Regions from separate parts of the Mus musculus genome. Here region 1 is linked to region 2. Evidence: chromatin contacts called from public promoter capture Hi-C data. All regions are on one chromosome and are shown on one strand. Each heading gives the region's core, a stretch centred on a gene start, on an enhancer-like site or on the middle of the called end of the contact. The rest is flanking DNA. Distances are from core to core; before and after follow the strand shown.

Region 1 (5,251 bases), core at 2,435-4,934, 720 kb before region 2:
AGGTCTGCAAAGAACTTGGGCCCACCCTGAGGAGGCAGTGAAGGACAACACCGATAGTATTGACATCAGGAGTCGTTACAAGAAGAGATGCTACAAGCCGCCAGTGGCCCTGGTACACAGGACTGTATTACAGCACACACCGTATTACGATCAACCAGAGGAAGAGGTCAATATAGACAGACACATCCTTCATCATTACCTTGTACCTGGAGCCATGCTGGGAAAGCTCTGTTGGCCTCCTTTCTTAGGAAATACGTGGCTAATAAATGCCTGAGCAGAGAGGGCAGTCTGGGGTAAGCTGTGGTCACCATAAGAAAAGAACGGAGGAAGAAGAATGTAGTTATTTGGATATGGAGCTTAGAAAAAGACAAAAAGTGCAGACCGACTTCAAGAGACTTCGGGGTCACACTCTACAAGTGGACAGCAAGAGAAAGAGAGGAGCTGAGAGGGGATGATCGTGATGAGAAAATGGCTGGCTCCCACAGCACTGTGACCAGCGAGGAGGGGGAAGGGCAGAGGGCCGAGAGGCTAGGAGCTCACAGGCAGAATGAATGACAGGAAAGAATGAAAATGAAGACTTTGTTTTGAGAAGGAGTCGCAGATTTAGAGAAGTCATGGCTATAGTGTTTCTGTGCAACCAGGGATACCCACTTGTTGATGCCAGAAGCCTACCCTTCAGACATGATGGCATAAGGCGTAAAACACATGTTCTAATAGCGTGTCCATAGCACATAATGAGGAGAGACGGATGGAAAGTGTGAGGGTGCAAAGTGACATGGCCCTCGGGAAGCTCAGATGTGGAGACAGGAAGTGAGCGATTCGAACAGCGCCCCCTAGCTGTGCAGCCCTCGAAATGACTCCAACCACCGCTGCATTGCTGATTTAAGAGAGGATTAAGCATCCTCGGGTCCTAGCTAGTTTCTAGGTTAGAGTTTGAGAAAGGAAAGTTAGTTGTTCTATGGAGCTGTACAGATAATAGCAAAAGCTTTATATAGTAAAACTGAAATTAGCCAGAAACTTTGGAACTTAAGATGTAACCTCTGACCTGGTTTCCTACCAGGCAAGGCAGCCGAGAAGCACAGTCCAACATGGTAGCCACATGCAGGACTGTAAAGGAGGTAACATTAAGCTCTGTTCCTTGCACACCCACGTTTCAGATGCTCGGGAGCTACGTGTCTCTGGATACCTCACACATAAGCTGTCTCTATTCCTGTCAGATGTTCTATGGACCACACTGCTCTAAGCACATAGAGCGGAACCAATTCTTGTTCTACAAAATGGGACATTTTCCTTCCTACTTAGCAAATTAAATATTTTGCACTTAATTTGTATATTTTTCCAATAGTGCAAAATGTAATTGAGGAAGGTACCGTTGTCTTCAGGATCCTGCTTATAAAGATTTGGTTAAGGCAAGAGAGAGAGAGAGAGAGAGAGAGAGAGAGAGAGAGAGAGAGGAGAAAGGAAAGAAGACAGAGAGAGAGAGAGAGAGAGGGAGAAAGAGAGAAAGAAAGAAAAGTCTTGTCTATGTGGGCTGAGGCCTTAGGATTTTCTGGGAGCCTGAGGACCCTGCAGTCTTCTAGACCCTGTGTGTTCCTTTATAAATAGGAAAGCTGGCAGCCAAGAATAGGAAGCACTTAGCCCAGTAGCATTCACCAGCCGCTTATTCTCTCTCTCTCTCTCTCTCTCTCTCTCTCTCTGTACAGCATGAGGTCAGGAGGGGCTGTGACACCAGATACAAGAGATCAGACAATAGCCACACACACCCTGCCCATCCTACCCTGAAATACCATGGATCCCATCACTGATTCCCCCCCCACCCCCCATCAAGATTTCCTTCTACATCCACTGGTCATGCCAATCTTAAAAGCAATCAAACCTACAAGCAAGAGCATGGGTCTCCATACCTATCCTCCTTAAATACATCATACCTGCTTTGGGGATTCCAGTAGAAGTCAGTTATCTTTGAATACACAATCGTTCTGTTTGCCTACAATGAAAATCTGTAATCAAACAGAACCATCTGAGGATTCTTCTTCGGCAATTGTGTTTACCGTGACTACTCTGAGTCCAGCCTTTACTCAGCTAGCAAACAGGCTGAGTGTCTTACTCAAGGTTTTCATGACAGAACCCCTTAAATAGGTAGTCTGATTTCATTTTTCCTGTGTTTAGGACATTGCCACACTCAATAGCACATTGCTTAGATGCTAAGGTTAAATCTACCCCAAAGAAGCTTACCATGTTTTGCTTCTTGGTGATGGATGACTAAGATAGGAGTCGAGCTGGAAGTTAGTTGACTGATACCACGTACCCAAATGCAAAGATGAAAATAACTGCGGCAGGTCCTAGGTGCCTGGCCGCTCGATGGGTCCACTTAGCCCATGCCCCAGTGCTAAGAAGGCTGGCTGATTGAGAGTTATAGCTACTCCTCCTCAATTGCCCTGAGACCGTGGGTAAAAAGCCCATGCAAGCTGTTTTGGAAGTATCAGGTATACCTTAGAAAGTTTATATTGTCTGTTATTTACTCTAATTTTAATATACATAATGATATTTTTGTGACTTTTTTTAAAGGTATTGAACTTATCCCTCAAGTGAGGATAGAAGATTTAAAGCAAATGAAGGTAAAATGTCTTGACTACTTTTTAGATGTCCGAGTACTATGAACATTGATGAAACAAGGGTTTTTTTTTTTTTTTCATCACAAAGTACAATCATTATGATTACCTCTGGCAAAAGGATAGATGGAAAGAAGGGAAGAGAAAGACAGAGAGAGGGAGGGGGCGGAGAGAGGGAGAGAGAGGAAGGGAAGGAGGGAGCAAGGGTGGGAGACAGGGAGGGAGGGAGAGAGACAGACAGACAGACAGACAGACAGACAGACAGACAGAATGAATCTCATTTCGGATCAGATCCTCTTTTTCTCCCCTGCAGGCTTACTTGAAGCATTTAAAGAAACAACAGAAGGAGTTAAACTCTTTAAAGAAGAAACATGCAAAGGTAGTGTGGTTTTGCATACGTGGCTGTGCATTTTGTTGGTTCTTTTGTATTTTACTTTTAGCTCTATGATGAAGACCTACCACTTCATTTTGTGTTGTGTACAATGAACCATTCATCACCCAGAAGACTAGTTAGAAGCTAATGCTAGACAGCAAGTGTGACCCCCGTTATCTCACTGGTAACTGCTGGTGCCTTGTTCTCTGGTTGCTGTGCAGTAGTTTATAAAAGCAGTGTATGTGGGGAGATGCTAGCAGGGGCCATCTCTCACAGTCCTTGTCAATATAACTAGAAACCTATTTCTGAACTTTCTGTACTTTTATTATTTATCGCTAAGAAGCCTGTCAGACAGGGATCAGAAGAAATCTTAAGAGGAAGATGCAAATTTAAGAGAACAACAAGAAGTGGCCCTGAGGTTTCCCAGATAAGTTGAGAAGGTTCTCAGTTTTCAGTTTCTTTCGATTTTCAGGCTTTTTTCTGATCTTCTCTTGCAGAGGAGGGATGGAGGCTTATAGAACTGAGTTAGGGGGATACAGAACTGGGGTGGCAGAATGCTGAACTGGGGCAGTGAGGGGGTACACAACTGAGGTGTGTGTGGGGGGTACACAACTGTGGTGGGATTGGGGATGCAGAACTGAACTATGTGTGTGGGATACAGGACTGAGGTGTGTGTAGGATACAGGACTGAGGTGTGTGTGGGGGATACAGGACTGAGGTGTGTGTGTGGGACACAGGACTGAGGTGTGTGTGTGGGACACAGGACTGAGGTGTGTGTGTGGGATACAGGACTGAGGTGTGTGTGTGGGACACAGGACTGAGGTGTGTGTGTGGGATACAGGACTGAGGTGTGTGTGTGGGATACATGACTGAGGTGTGTGTGGGGAACACAGGACTGAGGTGTGTGTGGGGAACACAGGACTGATGTGGGGTTGGGTATGCAGAACTGAGGTGTGTGTGTGATGCTGAACTGCTTTTCCCTCTTGAGAAGCCTAACTACTGCACCCACTGTCAGGATCCTGTGAGTCACAGAGAGACAGAGACCCAATTTGTTTGTCTGAAAGGACTTTGAAACTCTTTCATGTAAACATTGCTTGCCCACTTCTTTGTACTCTGCCCAGGCACCATGCAGGTCTGTGCTTCCTGCTGGGAGTGAGGAATAAGCATACCAATGTGCCAATGGCATGGCAGACAGGCTTGTCCTTTCTCTAATGGTTTGTTCTCAGTCTGTCTTAGTCAGGGTTTCTATTCCTGCACAAACATCATGACCAAGAAGCAAATTGGGGAGGAAAGGGTTTATTCGGCTTACACTTCCATACTGCTGTTCATCACCAAGGAAGTCAGGACTGGAACTCAAGCAGGTCAGGAAGCAGGAGCTGATGCAGAGGCCATGGAGGGATGTTCTTTCCTGACTTGCTTCCTCTGGCTTGCTCAACCTGCTCTCTTATAGAACCAAGACTACCAGCCCAGAGATGGTCCCACCCACAAGGGGCCTTTCCTTCTTGATCACTAATTGAGAAAATGCCTTACAGTTGGATCTCATGGAGGCATTTCCTCAACTGAAACTCCTTTCTCTGTGATAACTCCAGCTGTGTCAAGTTGACACACAAAACCAGCCAGTACACAGTCCAAACCTTACCTGGACCCATGATGTTCCCTGTGCTGTGGAGTTGATAGTTGAGCATGTTTACTGACAGGTCACTTCCACAACTCTTCCATACTCTCCTGAGCACATGTTGTACTTATTTCTATATTGCCTGGCAAAATACCATGACCTACACAACTTATGAAAGAAATCATTGCATGGGGTCTCACAGGTTCACAGGGTAAAAGTCCATGACCATTGTGGTAGGGAAGAAGCTGAGAGCTTACAAGTTTAGACTACGAGAGAGACAGAGACACAGAGAGAAACAGAGAGACAGACAGACAGACAGGGAAAGACAGAGAGAAAGACACACAGAGAGACAGACAGAGAGAGACTCTCTCACTGGGAATGGCCTATGCTTTTGAAACCTCACAGCCCACACCCAGGAACACACATCCAGGAAGGGCACACCACCCAATCCTTCCCTCTCTTCTTGGCAAGGGGTAAAGAATTGTTAAAGATGTTCCATTTAAAGATGAGTGCGTAGTCTCTCTTCAATACTTTGACCAATTATGAGTCCCTGTACTGAGGGCTGCCCACTAATAAAAGGAGCTTTTCCCACCAAGATTGGGAGCAGACCAGGTCTGTGGGTGTAAACATAAATATATAGAAGGCAACATG
Region 2 (5,520 bases), core at 831-3,330:
TCACTTTTGCCTGCAGAATGAGGCTCCCTCAATGACGTACTTAAAAAAAAAAGGGGGGGGGGGGAAATCCCCTGCCCCCATTCTTTCACAAACTTTCTGCCTGAATGATTTCTAGTTGGAGGGCCCTATACATATTTTCTTTCTCCTTCTTGTAGGGTAGTTTGTCTGTCTCTGCCAACTCTGCATGCTGCCTTTTTTTTCCCAAGTCATATCATAACTGAAAAATATTACATTCTTAAGCCTATTCCTGCGAGCTTTATTATAATGAAAATATGAGCTGGAATGGCAGCCTAGTGAGGGCCAAGCATATTTTTTTCTGTCGTACAAAAATTTAAATGTTGAATAACTCAGTAAGCAAATTGCAGCAGCAATATTTCAGGAATCCGGTTTTAATCAAAACCCAAACACCATCATCATCGCAAACATTAAGATTTCAAAATATCCTTTGGATCTTGGTATCTGTTAGAAAAAGGAAATTCTGCTCCTCTCCTATGTACATCCACCCAACCCCCTCCTCCCTCAGCTCCCCGTCTGTCTTCGCCTACAATTAAAAGCTTTATTACCTAAGCTTGCCTTTAAAACCAGCAAGCGTGGTGTGTGTGTGTGTGTGTGTGTGTGTGTGTGTGTGTGTGTGTGTTATCGAGACCGGGGCGGGGGGCGTTTACGCGTTGCTTTTCAGATCCAGTTTTAAGTGTGTGTGTGTGTGTGTGTGTGTGTGTGTGTGTGTGTGTGTGTGCGCGTGTGTGTTTCTAAGAGAAAAGGATTTTCCATCGCCCAAGAGGCCATCAAGTTTTAAGATTGCGAGGCACGACTTCTAATCGCATCCTCCGCGGAAAAGTACAAACAGTTCCTGAGACGAGGTCCCCCACCTCCCACGCGCTCCCCAGCTCTCCCTCCCTGCCTAGAACCCGGACAACCTCCCCAACACCTGTGAATCATCTAGAGGCTGCACCACCGAACTATTTGCATATCGCCGCCTGCCCTACCCAGCTCCTGACTGCTCCTGACGCACGACAAGCAAAGACAGGATTATATTGTGTGGTTATTACTTCTAATCTTTCATCTGAACCAGCAGAAGTAGACATTCTTGCTCATACCAGACCCAGAGGTTCAGAGGGTCGGCCACTGAAAGTGCTTGTGCAATGAGTGACCCTCCAGATTTCAGTACTGTCCTAGCCACCTTCCCCCCACCCCCACCCCCGGATGTCTGGACACGTTCTAAGAAACCCGAATACCGCTCTAGGCCCAGACTGCAAATTCAACCCGCCACAGAGTCATCTATAAGCCCCGGGCAAACAACTCGCAACTCAAAGCCCTAGCCCTGCAAACCCAAGCTAATAGGGCTAACTAGCTTCCCTCTCCCTTTCCCCAACTCAGGTGTTATCTCGGTGATAATTGCTCTGACGTACTTTAAAAGAAAGTGTGAGCCTTTCCCAAACTGGCCATGATTAAATGAGAACTCTAAACCTGCAATGCTGCTTTAATACAATAATTTTCATAAAAATAGCAATGTGAGTAACCTGGTCACGAAAGGAGCTGGTGAGAGCGAGAGCTGAGGGGAATGCCTCTTCGGACCCTCTTCTCTGGAGAAAATAAATCACAACAGAAATCTATGCCAATCCCTCACATCATTACCCTTCTATTCCTTTACCTTCCTCTCGTGTCTGTGACTCAACCAAAGACAAATCATCAGGGGAACGTTTTACATATAAATATGTATATGTTTACATTATTATAATTGTATATACATTCCAAACACACGTATTTACATACATATATTCACATATGCATGCACACGTAAGCAAACGCATAGGCCATCAGGAAAACAGTCGCAAGAAATATGTATTTCCCAAGACGGTGCTAAAATGGAGTCAAAAGAATCGCTCCATTTGGGTGTTTATAAAAGATTGAAATAAAAAGGGTTGCTGCAAAGCGCTCAGGGAGCTGAGTCAAGCGCTCCGCACCTCCCGGCTCCTCCCCTACCGCCCCCAGCCACCTTCCTCCCTCCGCCCTCCCCCATCACACTTCCTCCCCGCCCCTCGAGGAGCCGGCTATTAAAAGCTGCTGACGTCAAAGGAACGGCCATCTTTGATGAGGGCAGAGCTCACGTTGCATTGAAGAAGAAACCTCGGGGAGGTCTGGAGCTGTCTTTCCTTCCCTCCCTACCCGGCGGCTCCTCCACTCTTGCTACCTGCAGGGATCAGCGGACAGCATCCTCCGGAGAAGACAAGGTAAAGAGCCCCCTCCCCCGATCCAGGTCCTAGCCCTGTATGGCTGCATACACAGAAGGGACTGCAGCTGGCAGCCCAAGTGAGCCTGGGTAAATACAAGTATTGGTGCACTTAGGGTGCGGTATTCCCTGTGTGCATATCTACCTAGACTCTCGCCTGGGGCTGCATAAAAGTATTTTCGAGGTGAGCTGTTTGGAGAAGGAGTGAATGGGGACACTACAGATGGAGTGGTGGGAAGAAATAGCGAGGATGTGTACAGAATAATAACTTACTCTTTTGAAGCAGCCGTGGGACCCTCTTCCATCTTGCGATGCAGTTTTGAGATATGTTTAGGTTATTAGGATTGTGGGGTTTTTTTTCTACCTGTAGTCTAAAATTTAAAAGCAAAACACGATCTTGTAGTTCGTTCCAACCCTATGATTATGACTGTAGTGTTTAGGGCACTGCTACCCAAGGGAGATGAGAAGGCAGGGTGTGGGCGCTGGGGAGGCGAAAGGAGAAGGGGGGCAGTTCCCTCCCTGGGCAAGCTGAGCTGCGGCAGCGGCAGCGGCAGCAGCCTCCATGCCCCACAGACTTGATTTATGCCGCCTGCCCCAAGTCAGCTACAGGCGAGCATGTGCTGCAAAGTGGGAGAGCTCTGGAGGTTTGGTGCGGTGGGCTAGACTAGTGGGGGTGCGATGGCGGGAGCTCAGCACCCTGGACAGGAGTGCTCGGCGCCCGCGTCGGCGCCCTGACCTTTCAGCACCGCGGACAGCGATCCGGCTGCAGCGCCGCATTACCTGCTGCAGAGATGCCTGGCTGGGACTAGAGGCCAAATTTTCTCTCTGAGATCCAGGTCTTATAGAAAGTCTTAATAGAGCTCGCATAGTAGATTAAAAGAAAGACAGAAGAATAAATCCTGTCAGCAGGGATTTATTTACAGACAATTGCCTGCTCTCTTCCTCACTTCCCACGTAGCTTCAAGAAAAAGCAGACTACTTGTAGAAGCCTTCTGTATTTCTTCCTGTGCCTTGGTTTAGACAAAAACAAAACAACAAAACAAAACAAAACCATACTTTTAAAAACGGTCACTTATCCTCCATTACGACATATATACTGTAATTTTTTGTATTTAACACAGGGTAGATATATCCGTTGATATTAGGTGGGCTCCAGTGGGCTTATAAGATGATGCTAGTACTATCTATTTATAGGACAGTTCCTTCCCTGTGTTTTTTTTTAATATGGGTTATCTGAACTAGTTTCTGGAATAAATCCCTTTGTCACTTTTCCTTTATTCTTAAAACTAGGTAGAAACAAGCATACACAGCCAAAAGAAAAATTTCAATATCTTTGGCTGTGGTTTTGGAGTTAGTGCATTTCATATTAACATTGGATATGGCAGATTGATTGCTGTAGATGTTGACGTTAAGAATGGTCATCCTTGGGAGAAGTTAAACATGTCCTTCAGGGTTATGAATCGGCTGAAGCAGGAATCTGACCCCCAAGATTCACTGCAATTTCTATTATGGCACTGCAGGATTTTGCTGAGGTCATGATAACTATTTTCTTCTCTGAGGCTTAGAGACTCCGCATGAGCAAAAATTGTCATGATGATAAATATCTGTTTGATTTAGAGTCTCATAATTGTCATGAATGTATCAAGACTAAAATGATATGCTTTCCACAGTTGTTAAATGAGAATAACAGCTTCATATATAAGGATGTATATAATGCATTAAAGACATGCTAGCATGAACCCTTTTAAAGACCTCCTCCCAAAGGTCTTGAATTGTGTTCATTTAGTTATAACTCCAATCATCTGTCTCCCAAAGATACTAAAATTCTCTATTAAAAAGAGTTATTTTATCCCCAGCTATTTATTTGTGGGTTCTCTTTATAAAAATCATGTGTTTCCATGTATGTATATGCTGGCATATTATTGTGTGTAGATGTAAGTTGATCTCAGTGGAAATTCATTCCAGATTATTTAGCTGCATGGGAGTTTATAACTCTGAAATCTTCAGATATAATAAACAACTACGTTTCATTGATGGGAGGTGGAGGGGGGGGGGAGTATGGGGAGGAGTCTTATTTAAATGCTTTGCTGTTATAGTGCAAATCCAGACAGTTCTGCGCAGTTGCGTCAAATGCAAAGCCTAATGCTGCCTGAATTATGTGCTTGAACGTTAGTAATTACTGCTAGGTTTGCTGGATAGTGGAAGATGAAGGAAGGGGGCATAGCATTGCAGTAAAGCTGGCTAAGGTGCCGAGGTGGGAAAAAGAGGCAATATGAGTATTTATATAGCTGAATATATAGGAAAGTTAGCTGAGAAAATAAAAAGAAATGTACCTGTGACGTAGATTTAACATTTTTGTCATGGAAAATCTTCAGAAGGAAAAATAATAAGATGGTTTTTCTTCGTTTTAAAAATCCAGGACAATGTGATGAAGGAGGTGGGAGCAGAGAGGCATATGGAGAATCCAGGAAACATTCCTGCAGATGGTGGGATGGAACCTGCTTGTTTGTTTATTGTTGTTTTCCACATTTAGCATTCTCAGCACAAAATAATGTACAATTTCTACAATCTTTTCATGGTGCAATATCCCTAGAATTGATAATTTAACCTTTACTTTATAAAGCTTTCACAGCTCTAAGGCAAGCTGTCCCTTAATTTGTTAGATGATATTCCTAAACTCTAAAGTTAACCCTGCAGTAAAGGTTATCAGCTGAACAATTGATTTCTCCTCCAATGACGCCTAGCAACTGCATAGCAGCTGGCCTTCAGGAGAACTGTTGGCTTTGACCATTGTAGAAATAAAAACAATGTAATAAAGAGATTGAAGGAGGAAACAAAAGAAAATCCTGACTTTTAAATGATGCACTATCAATAAGCAATGCTTCTTACATTATGAGATTGCGTTACAGTACTAGAAAAGCAGGAAAAATAATGGGTTTGGCCTCAGCACTGGATACATTCTGCAATGTCATCCCTTGCCAGCAGGCACCAACCTAATAGGAAGATATTGATCAGTCAGAAAGCACCAGATACATAAATCAACCCCACAGGGGATATAACATTTCATGGTTATATGGTTTTTGACCTCAGTAAGTTTAGAATCTAGTAATCTTAATAGAAATAATAAGTAATAAAACTTATCACACAAATCCAAAGTTAAAAACCAATAAAACAAGGAAAAATTATGAGATTGTAAGTAATTCATTTGTAAGTAAATGTGAGCGGTGGTAAGGATAGGGTTTCAGACAGGGCAAAATCAAAGTAGACATAGGTCTTGAGCTAGCCTGGAA

Evidence for each region. Promoter capture Hi-C pulls out the DNA fragments that hold promoters and counts their contacts.
Region 1: a promoter capture Hi-C map of stem cell-derived epiblast-like cells shows a contact between it and region 2, with 2.1 times the contacts expected there. The contact joins the enhancer-like site here to the promoter of Snap25 in region 2. A contact is called at or near these places in 2 of 39 promoter capture datasets (hippocampal neurons and stem cell-derived epiblast-like cells), 1 of 484 Hi-C or Micro-C datasets (cerebral cortex) and 2 of 115 datasets of contacts at active chromatin or transcription factors (astrocytes and embryonic forebrain).

The regions. Positions count from the first base shown.
Region 1 is chr2:135,984,912-135,990,162 of GRCm38.p6, forward strand. It overlaps Plcb4 (phospholipase C, beta 4), which reads left to right. Exons shown (of 39, transcript NM_001355153.1): 30 at 2,569-2,618; 31 at 2,926-2,991. Among named protein-coding and RNA genes, the nearest start is that of Lamp5, 70 kb to the right of the region's middle. Within about 2 kb of position 3,685, at least 24 of the 459 cell types and tissues checked have an H3K27ac peak or open chromatin away from gene starts, as enhancers often do. A contact at or near this core is called in stem cell-derived epiblast-like cells, where this site is marked.
Region 2 is chr2:136,711,370-136,716,889 of GRCm38.p6, forward strand. Snap25 (synaptosomal-associated protein 25) reads left to right here and starts at 2,081. Exons shown (of 8, transcript NM_011428.3): 1 at 2,081-2,231. It overlaps Gm32659 (a long non-coding RNA gene), which reads right to left and starts at 2,969. Exons shown (of 3, transcript XR_375013.3): 1 at 2,504-2,969.